Linked DNA regions of Danio rerio: region 2 is linked to region 1. A link is a contact called in public Micro-C data. All regions are on one chromosome and are shown on one strand. Each heading gives the region's core, a stretch centred on a gene start, on an enhancer-like site or on the middle of the called end of the contact. The rest is flanking DNA. Distances are from core to core; before and after follow the strand shown.

What was found. Hi-C and Micro-C count contacts between places; a contact is called where the count stands out from the background.
Region 2: a Micro-C map of caudal fin shows a contact between it and region 1, with 2.2 times the contacts expected there. The contact joins two enhancer-like sites. A contact is called at or near these places in 5 of 18 Hi-C or Micro-C datasets (caudal fin, embryo, hematopoietic stem cells and 2 more).

What each region holds. Positions count from the first base shown.
Region 1 is chr8:58,148,298-58,151,070 of GRCz12tu, reverse strand. The region is part of intron 3 of prdm16 (PR domain containing 16); the gene reads right to left. Among named protein-coding and RNA genes, the nearest start is that of nppal, 210 kb to the left of the region's middle. Within about 2 kb of position 1,255, at least 18 of the 62 cell types and tissues checked have an H3K27ac peak or open chromatin away from gene starts, as enhancers often do.
Region 2 is chr8:58,184,375-58,187,156 of GRCz12tu, reverse strand. The region is part of intron 3 of prdm16 (PR domain containing 16); the gene reads right to left. Among named protein-coding and RNA genes, the nearest start is that of nppal, 180 kb to the left of the region's middle. Within about 2 kb of position 1,511, at least 7 of the 62 cell types and tissues checked have an H3K27ac peak or open chromatin away from gene starts, as enhancers often do.

The DNA of each region.
Region 1 (2,773 bases), core at 6-2,505:
TCGTCACCCTAGTGATAGGGATCACGGGCAGGGAAAGTAGTGGGGAAACACAGAGCTTTTAAAGAGGCCCCAAGCTTCTCTCTCTGGCCCCTCAGCCAAAGTCAAGAGGTGCCTCCCTGACTCTATAACGTAACTTTCATATTAATCAGTTGTTTTGAACACTTCAATAAGCGTCGAATATAAATCACGATAGGCTGACTTTGTTTCTATATCTTATTATAAACACAACACCCTCTTTCAAGGAATCTGTTATTAAATTAACTTTGCTGAAGAGAACAGTTGTGTGAGAAAGATGGAACGACCGCAGAGATAACTACATTGAAGGAGGGGGTGGATTCAGTTAAGAAATAGAAGGGCTGTCCACTTTTTAAGGAGAGGATGTAGGCTGGAATGCATCCACCGGAGTGGGATTGCCTTTCCTTTTCCTTTTTTTTCCCTTCTACATGGCCTTTTGTCCGGGGGGTCTGCAGGTGCTCAAGAGGGCACAATATCCCCATATTCATATCCTGAATCTATTCTGATGCCAAAGCCCCGTCCCAATGGACAACACCTGCTCCTTCGGCCGTCTCAGCCTCACACAATGCCTGTTGTTCTGGCCAGTACATTCTCATCCATCCCCACATAGCCAGTGTCTGTGACTGAGAAACAGCCTGAGAATAGAGTCGTTTCCAAAACGCCCCCCATCCAACCGGAAAAATAAGCATCCTGTATCTTGGTTCCCATCAATGCAAGATGACATTAAAAAGGAAGTTAGACCAATTCAATTGGGTTTGAAGGAACACTCGAGATTTCTTTATAGACATCTTGGGGTTTACTATTTCTTAAATGTGGGATCTGAAAATCTCCTGCAAGCATGACACTAAACTAGACAATAAAAAAATACTTTCGCTGACATCTTGAACTTATCCGAAGCTCTCCGATTGTAATCACAGGTTAAAGCAGGCGGGAAATGGTGTCCGCCACCCATCTACTTGGCCGACAGTAATTGTGGCGATTTCATATGCTAACACAGAGCACTCCATCTTTGTGCTTCTCCATGGTGACGAGAGGTGTCAGATCAGGCGTGAGGTGGCTGGAGACGCCATTACCTATAAATAAGGTACAATTTGGTTGTCACAAGGTTGCCTATAATCTCGCCCCAGATCTGCAGCTCGGGCTGCCTGGCTAAGCTGCAGGGGCCACAGGCCAGGCCTCCGGTGAGAGAGAGGTTAGAATAGCTGGGGTGGGGGGTTGAGAGCTAATTGAAAGCTGATTCCTGTCAGGAGCTCCTTTCTATGAGAGACAGAGGGGACATTGTGTCCCTCTGAGCTTGAGTGTGGCCTCAACTGCTGCCAGAAACCCACCTTTTTATCCATGAGACAAAACAGAGACCCCCTCCTTCTCTCTTCTCTCTCTGTTGGACCTCTCTGCTGGCCGATGAAAGGGGATATATTAGGAGGGTAATTCTGAGAGGGAGATAACTGCGGGACAGGATGAAAAATGCTGTCTATCTGCAGGATGAGGGACTCAGACCATGTCAAAACTACAACTTTAGGGCTCAACAGGCCTTGGCGAGCTTGCCAGGAATAGCCAGCATCTAATTGAGTTCTTCGGCTCTCCTCTTACTGTGGTACGACACAGCAACCTGTTTTAATGAAATGTTGGAAACATACAGGCATTTGTAGAATGCTTGACATTACCTTAGAGAACAATGTGTAATTCCGAGCGCGGTCCTTCACGGTGATTTAAGTGTGGTTTATTTATAAACTGATTTCGAGAGGGCACGTGCTTATGATTGAACATGGCTGCAACATTAGCAACAGATATACACGATCCACCAATCAGTCAATTTCTAACTCACCATAAATAACCAGAAATTTTTACCTCAGTATCTTCATTTTAAAGAACCCCCCCCTTCCACCCCTACTCCTCCTCCTTTTCTAGACAGGGCGGCCCGGCGGCCCAGTGGTTAGCACTGTTGCCTCACAGCAAGAACGTCACTGGCTCAAATCCTTACCAGCCCATCCGACGTTTCTGTCCTGAGTTTACATGTTCTCCCTGTGCTCGCATAGGGGTTCCCTGGTTTTCTCCCACAGTCCAAAGACATGGGACCTAGGTGAACCGACCAAACCAAATTGGCCCTATAGATGAGTCAGCAGCATATTTGCACAGATATTCATAATTCGCCATTTAAAAGAGGGGGAGTTCTTCAGATCTACCCAAGCCTAAACTCCCCTCTCACCCTTCTATCTGGAGGGTGCTCCGGGCTCGAGGATCTTTTGAGCTCAGTGCTCTTTCCCGGGTCGGCATGCCAAACATGCTTTAATACTAATCATCAGCTAAGTGTGAACTTTTGAAATGAGTTATTTGTAGGTGCACACAGAATCTGCTAAATTTCCACCAAGTTTTTATTCAGTTTATTTAACAGTTTCAATAATAATATTGAACATTATGCAAGGGTTTATTTGATTTAATTACAATACAGGTTGTAAATAAATATTTTAAGTTTTTTTTATATATATATATATGCTATGTTTACCAAACAAGTGGGTGTAATTGGATTTGCAAAAAGTTATTTATTTAATTTTTTAAGGTTTTAGTTACTAAACTGGCTATCATAACACATTAATCTGCAGGCTTTTTTTCTATTTTTATTTTTTTTTACAAACTTCTTCTCAGAAAAAGCTAAACATCCACTGGTAAGTCTTATTATGTATCAAATTAACTGAAATTTTAGACATTTTAGACTAAGTACAGACTAGGCATGGGACAATAACCGTGTTCAAGGCATACC
Region 2 (2,782 bases), core at 262-2,761, 36 kb before region 1:
TATAGTAATTGATGTTGTAGTATTTTTATTGTTGCTATGGTAACACAACAACTATAGTTATTGATCTGTTGTAGTATTTTTATTGTTGCTATGGTAACACAACAACTATAGTAATTGATCTGTTGTAGTATTTTTATTGTTGCTATGGTAACACAAAAACTATAGTTATTGATCTGTTGTAGTATTTTTATTGTTGCTATGGTAACACAACAACTAGTAATTGATATGTTGTAGTAATTCTATTGTTGATATGGTAACACAACAACTATAGTAATTGATCTGTTGTAGTATTTTTATTGTTGCTATGGTAACACAACAACTATAGTAATTGATCTGTTGTAGTATTTTTATTGTTGCTATGGTAACACAACAACTATAGTAACTGATCTGTTGTAGTATTTTTATGTTGCTATGGTAACACAACAACTAGTAATTGATATTTTGTAGTAATTCTATTGTTGATATGGTAACACAAAAACTATAAAAATCTGTTGTGGTGATTCTATTGATGCTATGATAACACAACTATAATAATTGTTCTGTTGTAGTGATTCTGTTATTGCTACAGTAACACAAAAACTACAGTAATTGATCTGTTGTAGTGATCATTTTGTTGCTACAGTAACAACAACCAGTTGTGGTGATTCTACAGTTGTGATGGTAACACAACAACTAAAGTAATTGATCTGTTGATTCTTTTGTTGCCATGGTAACACAACTTCTACAGTAATTGATCTGTTGAGTGGCAGCGGTATAACAGAAAGCACAGAAGCGCTGGAAACTGCTTTCTCACTATGCCACCGGTTCACCCGCCCTCTCCTGACATACAGGCCCGGCGGTGCTGCGCGTAATAGTAAAACACAGCTTTATAAAGACCAGAGGAGACTTTACACCATTGTATAAAGGCGAACATTTAATATTTCTCAGCTTGCTGGCACACCGTCAATCCTCAGACAATAAAGCTATTGAGCTTGAGCCTCGTACCTCCAGCTTGATTCACCCTAAGCGCTGGTTTTAGCACCTTTTCCGCTCTGGTTTTCCGCCAGCAGAAGCTCAGATCCTCCCCGTACAGTTCCCGCGCAGTATATCACTGTAGATGCCCTGATCTTGAGAAATGTTTACGGCTACCGTTGGCCTTAACCTCCAGGCCCTCTGGCCTCAACCTTCACCCTCACAAAAGACTCGCCACCCCCCCCGACCCTATGATGGATTCTCAAAGAGACTTGGCCGCTGAGGGGGCCGATATATCTGACAGGCCTTTTAATTAAGCCACACGTCTAATAAAGGAGCTGAGCCATTTGCTCATTGTTTAACACAGTATGGAGAACACACCAGTCAAGCCCCAGGACGTGCATTAATTCCACTCTTGGATTGGGCTGGACGGGTGGGGGCGGCGTAATGTATGGACGCCACGGTAACGGGCCTGACAGTAATGGCCGACGCTTGTGCATTAGGATGATTGCGAGGACCCGGGCGCTTTCAGACAAACCAATCCTCCACGCGGAGATGCAACAGTCACATGATCGGGCTCTCAGGCCCATTAGAGACAGCGGGAGAGCAAGGCTGGGTAATCAATGGGTGTGTGGGATGGAGAATGGGGGGCAGAGGGGCTGGAGTTGGAGAAGAAATATTAATCTCTTTATGTCATGAGTCATATTCCTTCCGCAGCACACCGCAGTAAAGTGACACTTGATTTTCTCGCGGGGACATTCAGAACACCTGTTATTACATGGTGGAAGTATCTTGTTATGCCATTTATAGAAAGAAAGACTTCAAGTGAAGCCTATAAATACTGAAGGATCTTCTGAATTGCCGAAAGCATTACATTTGGCGCTGGTATTGTGATGGATGGCTTTTTGTATTAAACAGCATCATCAATAATAGGGAAGAATGCTTTCATGTGTATTATGAATGCTTTATAATGCATTATTGCACATTAATGTTATATCTATGGTTTTATGACAAAACTGTACCGAACTGAAACGAATTGTACACTCATTTTTTGGACGTTGAAGATATTGTTATTAATAATAATAATAATAAGATAAAAATAAAAACAATTATTGTTATAATTATGTTGGTCACACTTTACAATAAGGTTCATTAGTTAATGTTAATTAATGCATTTACTAACATGAACAAACAATGAACAATACATTTACTACTGTATTTGTTCATGTTAGTTAACGTTAGTTAATGTAAATACAGTAGTTCATTGTTAGTTCATGTTAACTCATGGTGCATTAACTAACGTTAACAAGCATGGACTTGGATGTTAATAATGCATTAGTAAATGTTCAATTATGATTAATAAATGCTGTACATGTGTTGTTCATGATTAGTTCATGTTAGTAAATGCATTAACTAATGAACCTTATTGTAAAGTGTTACCATTATGTTTATATAATATAATTTTATTATTTAAAGTAATAACAATAATTTTAATTAATTTAATTTTACGATTAGTATTATATTTTAAATATTATTATTATTATTGTTATTATTATTATTATTATTATAAATATTAAAATCATATAATACAATCATTATTATTTAATAAATTTTACCACCAATTTGATGTACTATAAAATTTATAATAATAATAATAATAATAATAATTTAGTGGTGGTGTTATTTAATATATAATACATATGATTTATATATATATATATATATATATATATATATATATATATATATATATATATATATATATATATATATATATATATATATGATTTTGATAATAATAATACAAAAAATTATTTTAAATATTAAAATC